Linked DNA regions of Drosophila melanogaster: all the other regions are linked to region 3. The links are chromatin contacts, called in public Hi-C maps. All regions are on one chromosome and are shown on one strand. Each heading gives the region's core, a stretch centred on a gene start, on an enhancer-like site or on the middle of the called end of the contact. The rest is flanking DNA. Distances are from core to core; before and after follow the strand shown. Region 1 holds the start of Parg (Poly(ADP-ribose) glycohydrolase). Region 2 overlaps AstA-R1 (Allatostatin A receptor 1). Region 3 holds the start of AstA-R1 (Allatostatin A receptor 1).

Region 1 (3,699 bases), core at 912-3,411, 97 kb before region 3:
TCGAAACACAAACAAGCAAACGCAATTGTATTTATCATTTCAGTTTTGTTTTTTATTGCATACAACTGAAGCCTCCCCCAATCAAAAGCAAGTCAATGCGAATAAATATACTTATAGATTAAGGCGTTTAACAAAATAAATAACTTCTAGATCCATTTGCAGATGTTTTTATTCGATCTTTTAAGCCCAAACATTTCAAACAATTCGGGATCACATGATATAATTCGACTTTCGCACATAAATATGTGTACAGTGATCACTCGTAAAAAGAACTCATTGATGTTATTCTATACATACATATATTATTATATTTTATGCTTATTCCATACTTTATTCTTCATACAATACAATCTGCCTACCATATAATTTATGGTAACATTGCTTTAATTATGTGTGAAGTGCATCAGAATTCGGATACAAAAATGAATTATTTCTTTAAAATCTGTATATTAATTAATAAAGAACAGAAATTTCCACAAATATGTAAATTGAATTTTCAAATTGGTTTGGTTCCCTCGTTTTGTTTAATTTCTGAAACTGACTCATGGAAGTGCAGTCTTCTGCTTCTTTCAGCTGTTGATTAGTATAAGTTCATGCTTTTGAGGTGACCTTGAAAAGTTTACTAACATCGCGTTTTCGTCGCTCGCTTTTTCCAAGCGATTATTCGGCTCTATGCATTTTTGTTGTTGCTTGTTTTTTTTGCCAACCCCCGAAACGCCACCCCCGATTATTCCTAGTATTTTCGCTGACGCAAATGAGAAAAGAGAAAGCTCTACATGTACAGTGCAGACTCCCATTGCGTTAAAGTTCATCAACGAAATCTAAATGCTCGGGATTTACACCTTTTTCTGAAAATTTATTTAGTAAAATAAATTTCACTTAATATCTGGTCTCTTTCTCTCTCTATCTCTTTATGTGAAAATCGATCGTTTAACTTATTGAGAGTTGACAGTACTTTTTTCGAGTATTTCTAGGTTATGGTCAAGGCGAAATCTAAGCAAATTTGAAGGCTACGCTCAGGTACGAAGAGCGATGAAGAGAAACGCCTCTTCTTTGTAGAATTCTACTGATAATTCGATTTTTGTTTTTGTGTTTTTTTTTTTTGCTTCTCCTTGCAAAGCTTTTTCGTTTGTTTACGCAAAAAGGAGAGAAAGAGATGGTGCAAACAAATTTCGCGGAGAGATAAAGGTGTGTTGAACTTTAGCAAAAGTACATTTCATAAATTATATTTATTTTGGTTTTTAGCTAGCTGTGAATTTGCTTTTGCGTTTTCCTCAGATGCAAGTGTGTGTGCAAATTATGTATGACCTTTTTTGTATTGTTTTTGCGACGCTTTCAAAACAAACAACTGCGCTCTCTCTCTCTCCCTCTCTCGCTCTCTTGTGTCCATTCTCAGAGTCTTTGCACGTGTATGCAGCGGTTTCTCTTCCTCTTTTCAACACGTAAGCTTGAGCAAAATACCACAATCACATAAATATATACATAGGTGCGAGTGACAGTGCCACATTAAGGGTTAAAAACTGAAAAAATTTGATTTGACCACTGACGTCAACGAAATAACATTTTCTTGCCAAACGTGATTATAAAAACATAAAACAGCAATTACTTTCCGCCGCTTCTTACCTTTTTGAGTATTAAATACATTTATAAAAGTTTCGCAGACGCCTTTAACTTGATTTTCCTTGGTAATATGCACTATTATTTTTACCGCACGAAGGACAGGAAAAAATCCTTTCACTTAACGTAAAACTTGGCGCTCGTTATGATAGTTTTACACTTTAAAAAAAAATTAGAGAAAATAGTTGACAAATTGCTGGAAGATTTGTTTTTTTTTTCTTTTTGTTTGTTGTTGTTCCTTCGGCGGTTATATTTGCAATTCGCATTGCAACGGACACAGTGTTGGTATTTCTCGTGCTGGTATTTAAATACTAGCGACAATGAGAGGTAAAATACCACATGTAATGGTCACACTTTCGCCCGCCGAATTCAAGGCAATGCAATTTTGAATTTGTTATTGATTCATTCTCAAACGAATACCAACATATATTTGAATATATTTCGATATATAAACGCTTCAATTCACTACGCTTCAATCGAAGTGTGTGGTATTTATAAAGTGCGATATTCATCACAGCTATCGCTCATCCCCAAAACACCGGTATGCAAGAATTCAGGTCACACTTGATTTTTCCGATATTCCAAAAGGTTTACCAATCTACGGCAAATCGCCGCAGAGCAAGTGCATCCGTGCTGACCAATCGACTCGGCAAGGCTTTGTGCTTAAACTGCGCCAGGATGTCGAAGTCGCCGGATGGCGGGATTTCCGAAATAGAAACGGAGGAGGAGCCGGAAAATCTGGCGAACTCCCTAGATGATTCGTGGCGTGGAGTTTCCATGGAGGCTATACATCGTAATCGGCAGCCTTTCGAATTGGAGAATTTGCCACCAGTGACTGCCGGCAATCTCCACCGGGTTATGTACCAGCTGCCAATTCGTGAAACACCGCCACGCCCCTACAAATCACCGGGAAAGTGGGACTCCGAGCATGTGCGTCTGCCCTGTGCGCCCGAGTCGAAATATCCGAGGGAGAATCCGGATGGCAGCACCACCATCGATTTTCGCTGGGAAATGATCGAACGAGCCCTTCTGCAGCCCATAAAGACGTGTGAGGAACTGCAGGCGGCGATAATATCATATAATACCACCTATAGGGATCAGTGGCACTTTCGTGCCCTTCATCAACTTCTCGACGAGGAACTGGACGAGAGCGAAACACGGGTTTTCTTCGAGGATCTATTGCCGCGCATTATCCGATTGGCATTGCGGCTACCGGACTTGATTCAATCGCCAGTTCCGCTGCTCAAGCACCACAAGAACGCCTCATTGAGCCTGAGCCAACAGCAGATCTCCTGCCTGTTGGCCAATGCCTTCCTGTGCACCTTTCCCCGGAGAAACACCCTCAAGAGGAAGTCCGAGTACAGCACTTTTCCAGACATCAACTTTAACAGGTGAGCGTCCACCAGATTCGTATATCTTCAGTCGAAGTATGTTAAATATATTCGATTCCATCAAAAGGCTTTACCAATCGACGGGACCGGCAGTTCTGGAGAAGCTTAAATGCATTATGCACTATTTTCGTCGCGTGTGTCCCACAGAGCGGGATGCCAGCAATGTGCCCACCGGTGTGGTAACCTTTGTTCGTCGGAGCGGATTGCCGGAACATCTGATCGACTGGAGCCAAAGTGCGGCGCCGTTGGGTGATGTGCCATTGCACGTGGATGCCGAGGGAACAATCGAGGATGAGGGCATTGGACTGCTGCAAGTAGACTTTGCCAACAAATATTTGGGTGGCGGTGTCTTGGGACATGGCTGCGTTCAGGAGGAGATACGCTTTGTTATCTGTCCGGAGCTATTGGTGGGTAAACTCTTTACGGAGTGTCTGCGACCATTCGAGGCCCTGGTGATGTTGGGCGCCGAAAGGTATAGTAACTATACGGGATATGCCGGAAGCTTCGAGTGGTCCGGCAACTTTGAGGATTCAACGCCAAGAGATAGCTCAGGTCGTCGACAAACGGCCATTGTGGCAATCGATGCCCTACATTTTGCCCAGTCACATCATCAATATCGCGAGGATCTCATGGAAAGGGAGCTGAACAAGGCGTACATTGGATTTGTTCACTGGATGGTGACGCCGCCACC
Region 2 (3,741 bases), core at 972-3,471, 75 kb before region 3:
AATGCCAGACAAAGGGAAGGCGAGTGTGCGGGGTGAACTTAGATAAATCAAAAAAAGGAAGAGCACATTTTCTGGGAAACATTTTCCTATGGCCACACTGAATTGAGTTCAGAGCCCAGGGACTCTCGTTACAATGACTATTTCAACTGAAGGTCCTGTTTAAGTGATGCAATTTATATATTAAATTTATAGTTATTTTGTTAATAATTTATGCTTAACTGCTTTACAGTGTGCATTGTCCATGGATGAGAAACAGGTGTTGAATCAGAGTTGTACACTTTGGTTTTAATTATTTGTATATCTTAATTTGCTTCAGCAATCAAATTGTGGTCTATTAATTAATTTTAAGATACATTCCTATCACTTACCACACAAAGTGTCAACCATAACTAAGTACCTATCAAAACACATTAATAATCCAATCAAATGCACCTGACTTCCTGAGTTCATTAAAATTGAATTGAACAGCCGTAGGGCAATAAATTCGAATGTCATTCAAATTCAAGAGCCTCACGCTATCGAGCAAATGCTCCTTTAGATAATCTTCTTCTTATATTCTTTAATTTCTAAATATTATTCGAGCTGGGATAAGCTGTAATATTTTTTTGCCATATTTAATTTGTTTTGCACCACAACCATAATATTATATTATATACATAGATATGTACATATATGTATATCAGGTAAATCATCTGTATAGATTGGACAGACACTCGTTTAACAATGCCATTTCACCCTTCAAATTGACGACAATACATGGTAGCAGCATGAAATTGTACATCAATATCGTGAGCTCATCATTATGATTGACAAACAAATGTGAATCAGTCAACTCGACAAGCAGTCAATCATCGTGCACGGTAAACTTTTGCAACGCAGTAATAAATTTTAAAACTGACAACTGTCAGTTATATAAAATATTTTTGAAATCATTTTACTATAGAATGCGAAAACCCTTTGAATATCCCATTTACTTAACAATATATTTAAAGTAAGTTCGTTTTCTTTTGTTTTCGGTTTCTTTATTTCTTTGTCGCCATTTCTATTTTATAATATATACCAACATCTCGTCTTGAGCGGCGCAGCATTGTTGGATTATTGATGGGATTTGCATCAGTCAGCGGGCGAATAAAAAACCTATGGCCACTTGCCAGGGGCCAAAAAGCCCAAGGACACTTGGGCATGGGTATAAGACGAGCATGAGCACAAGGATGAGGATGCGGATGAGGATGAGGATGAGGGCTGTGGGATCTGGGGACTACCTGGCCATATGGTGCGGCCATCATGGGCGCATATGTGTTGACAAGAGTGCGCCACAAGTGTGTGCGAACGATGGAGACATAGAAGGGTCGAAAAGGGCCTAAAAATGGGGGTCGAAACGGGGGGGGGGGGGGTTGGGTTTAGGACAAAAGAATGTATGCGCAGGAATGCACACAAAAGTGCCGGCAAATAAAACTAAAGAAGGGTGTTCCCAAAACTGAAAGAGTCCTTTTACGATTTTTAAACTTTGTGTATTCAATCAATGATTGCATGATTTTCACTTAATAATTTGTTGTTCAGCTTGCAATTTTTAAATATTAAAATGTAAAATGTCCAGATTTCATTTCCAAACGTTATCGCAAGCCGGAAAGTCCTGTCCTTATGCATATCCTGTGTGGGAAGACAGCGAAGCTCTGGTATTTTATACCTGTTCAGCTGCCTTTGTTCAGCAAGCCAAACGGGTTTTGGGGTCCTAAGCAGTGCATGTATTCCGGTATTCAGTGGGTATCTTCCCATTTGCCAAGTCCTTCGATACAGTTGTGGTCATGAAAATAGTACTATTCTAAAGCGAAAGTTTAACAATCTATACTCGAATGATTTTCGAAAGAACACAGCAGCACACAACAGCAATATAAGAAAAATTTGTGTACTACTTGTTTGCGCAATGCTGTGGCATGTATGTGTGTGTGTATTCGCACACATTCGAGTGAGTTAGTGTGTGTGTGTGTGTGTGTGTGTGTGCCAGGCCCCGGCAGACATTGCATTGAAAAGTAAAACAATAAAATTGTACATGGCCCATAAAAAAGCATAAATATGACGAATGTACGGAGAGTGGAAGCGAGATAGACGGAGCAAGTGAGTGGGACAGCGGGTCCCATCCACCCACGCACAATTGCCTCTGTGTGTGTGTGCGTGTGTGTATGTTTGTGTGTGGCTCACTTGGGCATTGTTTGTCTGTCTGTCTCTCTGTCTGTTTGTCTGTGTGCGGCCGTGTTTGTGTTTGTACTGCCCGCTTTTAGGCAGTTCGCTCAATGCTGGTTATAAATTTTATCACTATCAACGCTGGATAATAAATTCGTACGCCTTGTGGATTTGTGTAAATTTACCCAACGCACACACACACACACACACACGCACCCACACACGCATGTGACCATATGCCTCTTAAATGCTTCTTTCATTGCATACTTTTGTGCGTACGTTTTTACGGGGCTTCACACTAAAATACTCGCATGTGCTTCCTTAAATTGCAACTACGTGCAGGCTGCAACATATTTTGGTTTTTTTTTTAATATGATTCCTGAAGGAGACATGCAAGCCCCTCAAAAGTTTGAGCCTTGGCCAGAAAGAAAAGTACTCGGCATTTTTTCGATAATAAAGTGTTTGAAGCATAGACTCAGGTGTATCCTTCGCATCAGGACTCATCCGGTGCACATGTTTGGCTGCTTTTATGGTCGAATATTTTGCGAAAAATAAGCAACAAAAAGGAAATTGTAGCTGAGAGGACGAAGTAAAACATAACTGGCTTGGTAGTAGGCCAAAATTACTCTGCATATAACAGGAATAATCCAAATCATTAAGTTTTCCATTTAATGGATTTGAAAAATCTATATTGATGCTATTAATTGAAGTCGATTTCGAACTTATTTCGCAGAACTTTCTGGGCGGCCAATCATGTTTTCAGTTTCTAATCATGTGTGGCAATGCAAGCAATTTGTTCTTGTTGCACCATGAACCAATCGAGAATTCCCCTAGCCGTGTTTACATGCAAATATGCATGGTGGAAATCCAGAGAATGGTAAATACATTTTCCTGCGAAAAGCCATAATAACAATGGCAAAAGTGCAAACAATTTATGCCCGGCGTCCTTGGCGTGGCCTTCACGGATTCACAGGATGTCGGTATGGATGCAGGTGTATAAGGTTTTCTCGTTTTCTCAACTCCCTCTTAACGCCAACTCATCCATTCTATCTGCAACCCTTTCGGTTATATATCCCACGAAATTGTATTACGCCCTCATTTAAGTTGATTTTGCGGTTCCATCTGTCGAAAAAGGATGCCAGGCGAAAAAAAAAACAAAAAAAAAAGGGGGAAACTGTGTCGAATGAGAAACATGTTTTGGGTTTGGGACCAAATCAAATTTGCCAGCTCCGTCAGGACAACAGAAAAAAAAACACACAGGTATTGTTGGCTACGATGGAAGTTATTTCAACTAGCACATGCTCTACCTTTTTTTAGTTTCAATGAAAAAGTGATTTGAAAGTGTATATAAATGCAAAGAAATTAAATTTCGAGTTTGTTTTTTAGCTGCAAGCATTTCAAGCCAAAAAAATTGTGAAAAACTTGAGCTGTTTTTCTTCAAAAGTCTTTTCAAAACTTTGTTGCTCCATCCGAAATCCTATTAACTTTGCATACCGCTCCTGTGGCCGGAAAACGTAGTGGATATCGGTGAGACAGGATTATCGTTACGGGGACTGAGTC
Region 3 (3,449 bases), core at 744-3,243:
ATTTTGCATGCCTCAGATGAGCCGAGGCCTGGACCCCGGAACCTAGAAAAAAAAGGAAAAAAAATTGAGCAAAAAACCAAAGGCTTCAGTTACATATAACGCATGCCAGCGCTTTTCCTTAGCTTTTCACCAACCCCACCCCCCTCCACACTGCGCCTTGTGACTATGCGTTTTGGTATTTTTACTGCTGCGTTCCCATTTGCAAGACAGAGAATTTTGAGTTGCTTTTTCATTTTTAATGCCACATCTTGGTCGCTTGGACAATGTTTGCTAGAAGATGGAGCGGGGCGGGGCTAAGGATGCTGAGGGGGCTGTGGGGGCGCGGCGGGACTTCAGGACTTGTGTGCCTTGTCCTTGCCTGCAGCGTTAAATTCTTGTTAAAATATTATGAACAACTTTTTGCACCATTCCTTTTAATGCTTTAAAAGGAATCCCGGCCAAAGAAATCTCGACCCCTAGGCCTTTTGGATTTTTTCGAATTTTGTTTGGTTGCCATGGTGGTTGGTCAAGTGGCAAAATATAGCTTTAAATGATACCACATCAATGTTCTTTTGTAACTTTTATCAATTTGTAAAATAAATATAATAATTTTGTCTGCTTCTCCAACGGAATTAAAATCTATTTGTGTGCATTGATATTGATATGTTTTTCAAATAAATATTTCAGAGGAATTCACACCATACGCCAGATATTTTTTAAAAGATCTCCTTAAAGAGTTTTCCAGTGCAATTAAGCAAATTTCTTTAGGGGAGACAGTTGAAGTGCGCAATTATTTCAGTTGATTTCACCTGAATTGACGCGACTGCCGTTTGCTTTGTGCCAGGTCCTTAACCAAAACACTTAATGGCGACCGCCCGCCCATGCATTCAGTACCTGCTGCTCAAGGACCCCGATTTCACCCACGCCAACGATTCACGGCCATGTCGCACCTAATTAGGCCAATTAAATTTAGCTGCAAATTACACACGTTAAATGTGTAAATTAGGGGGGGTGGGGTTTCCAACTGAAATTGAAATTAAATGCATGTCGCATGTGAGGCGCCTCGCATCGCAACGCATCGCGTGCTAAAGCCAGATAGCCTGGATACCTGGATTTTGATTTGGATTTGATTTTGGTTTCGGTTTAAACGGATGCACTGACCGCGCCCGTCAGCCAAGGGATACTTAATTCGCTGGCAAAGTGGCAAGTGCAATGGTGTCACGACAACAATTGGATTAATTCCCGCGAGTTAGTCATTAAAGTGCGTAAAGTGAAATTCTATGCACATGACCTTTTTCAAGTCCATTTGTACACTTGACTAAGATTTAATAACAATATTAAAACTCAAATATTTTGTATTTAAATCTGGCACGCCAATCTGTGTCCCTTTTTCTGTTTTTTATTTATTTTTTTGAGAATCTTTTTGGGTCTCATCAATCAAATGACAAACAAAAGCCGCTGGACTAGTGAATTTAAACTGTCGCCGGATGTAGAGGTTCATTAAAGGAAAACAAGGGGAAAAGGTGCAAAAATCCCAAGCCTCTTTTGGAGAAAAGTCTCACTTTCGAAGTTGGTTTTAATTCAATTACCGGCTTCTTGACTCAATTTCCGCCGCCAGTAGCAACTCACCTGATTTGACTGCTCGAAATCGCTGGACAGTGGTAAACTCAAAAAAGAAATCAAAAAAAAAAAAAAAAAAAACCAATGGAAAGGTAGGAAAACTTGGGCACAAAAAATACGGCACGGTTTTTGCATTCACTTAAAAACTTGTTGAAGTAATTTGTTTCCCTCTGCTTGTTTATATTTTAGGCAAACATTCTTGTTTATATTTCATAGAGCACATAAAAAAAAATCAAGAACAATTGTGAATTGTTTTTTTTTTTTTAATGTACAATACAATTTTAAACTTGGATTTTCCCGGATTTTTAGAAATGCTATCCTTAGCCCGATTTCGTAGGATCCTTTCTAGTCCGCCACACAACCGTCGGTCAGGACATTCGCCAGCGAACTACGCGCCATCCAAATCGAAACAGTCGCAAGTGGGCGCAAAACCAAAACACAGGACGAAGTCACAGCCGAAGGACCCGAAGGATGCGCGACTCGAGTTGAGCGTTTTCGAACGTGGCCGCCTACGACAAAAAAACTCAGCATATTTTAGAATCTTTATTTTATTATTTCATGAAATATTACAGTACTCGCAATCACAACAACAAAAAGAGTTGGGATTTTATTATTTATAAATTTTATTTTTAAATGAAAACAATTATGGAATCAGCATGTCAACATGTTCAAATATTATAAACAATTTTTAAGATAAGAATGCACTAATATGGCTAATATATTTTTGCCTTAAAATATAAAAATTGAAGTATAAACAAAATTTATTTAAAACATTTATTTATAATTAATTATATGTTTTTTCCATATGCGGAATTTGAAATTAGATTCACTTCAAGTTAATTTTCAGTGTTCCCAACGAAATCGAAAAGAACGCAACAGGCGCGCATGCAAATTCCCAAAGGAGCAACAAAATATTTGTAAACAAAGCGGCTTCGTTTGAGAGACGAAAGCGAATTTGAGCGCAAAAGCGCTGAGTGAGACTCAAACTTGAGTGAATTTCGTTGTGAATGAAAACGTTTGCAAAGAAGTATTGTTTTAAATTAATATCGCAGCTGAATTAGTTAAATACACAAAAAATATTTATCTTTCGAGAACTTACATTAAATAAAATTCACAGTTATGTTTAATATGTTTATTATTATAAATATGTTTATTTCTTAAATTTTATTTTCCGCTTGGCGCCCTAGTGATGGTATTTTTTGAACTGCCAGCGCGTGCAAAATATCGATAGGCCCAAGCGTGGTATATGACCAACTCTGGGTTGTAACTAAAAAATACCACACAAAAATCTGGTTTAAAAATACCTTCTGTTTAGCGTTCTCCGCTGATCTGGCAACTCTGTGGAAGCACGCGGCATAAATTCATCTTATTTTTGTTTGTTGCGCATAATTAATATGTTTTAGCGTACATTTGCCAAACCGAAAATGAAACCCTTAACTGTGAAAGTGAACGATGACACCGGCAAGTCTTTGGCTAAGAAGAAGCTGCAGTCCAAGGCCAATTCCCTGCTAAATGCCGAGCAAGTGGACATCAAAACGCTCAAGGGATTCGTACAATTGCTGGTAAGTTTAACAAATTAATAATTAACTTAATGAGTTAAATGAAATTATTATTATCTGCACGCAGAAGAATACGCCCGATAATATGCCAGCTGGCGAGGTGATGAATACACTCGAGGTGATATTCAAGAATCTGCTAAAACGAAAGGCAATCGACGGCACCGAAAAGCAGGGTCTCAAAATCAAAAAACTGTACGAGGAAACTTGGTTGCTTCTCATCGAGAATCTACTGGTTGACTCGCAGTGTTCGGTTGCTGTAAAAGTGTGCATGCAGCTCATCAAAGTGGAGGC

Evidence for each region. A called contact is a pair of places that touch in the nucleus more often than the background predicts.
Region 1: a contact with region 3 is called in a Hi-C map of the Kc167 cell line, with 2.6 times the contacts expected there. The contact joins the promoter of Parg here to the promoter of AstA-R1 in region 3. A contact is called at or near these places in 26 of 107 Hi-C or Micro-C datasets (the D17-c3 cell line, the Kc167 cell line, the ML-DmBG3-c2 cell line and 13 more) and 2 of 6 datasets of contacts at active chromatin or transcription factors (both in the Kc167 cell line).
Region 2: a contact with region 3 is called in a Hi-C map of the Kc167 cell line, with 3 times the contacts expected there. The contact joins the enhancer-like site here to the promoter of AstA-R1 in region 3. A contact is called at or near these places in 24 of 107 Hi-C or Micro-C datasets (the Clone 8 cell line, the Kc167 cell line, the ML-DmBG3-c2 cell line and 8 more).

What each region holds. Positions count from the first base shown.
Region 1 is chrX:3,669,964-3,673,662 of dm6, reverse strand. Parg (Poly(ADP-ribose) glycohydrolase) reads left to right here and starts at 2,161. Exons shown (of 2, transcript NM_057973.4): 1 at 2,161-3,008; 2 at 3,076-3,699. The coding sequence starts at 2,296. Mnt (Mnt,) reads right to left here and starts at 1,862. Exons shown (of 9, transcript NM_001169180.1): 1 at 1,624-1,862.
Region 2 is chrX:3,648,456-3,652,196 of dm6, reverse strand. All of the region lies in intron 2 of AstA-R1 (Allatostatin A receptor 1), which reads right to left. Among named protein-coding and RNA genes, the nearest start is that of Ilp7, 17 kb to the left of the region's middle. Within about 2 kb of position 2,221, at least 8 of the 39 cell types and tissues checked have an H3K27ac peak or open chromatin away from gene starts, as enhancers often do. A contact at or near this core is called in the Kc167 cell line, where this site is marked.
Region 3 is chrX:3,573,080-3,576,528 of dm6, reverse strand. AstA-R1 (Allatostatin A receptor 1) reads right to left here and starts at 1,993. Exons shown (of 10, transcript NM_166982.2): 1 at 1,609-1,993. CG2875 reads left to right here and starts at 2,907. Exons shown (of 4, transcript NM_001272290.1): 1 at 2,907-3,161; 2 at 3,229-3,449. The coding sequence starts at 3,024.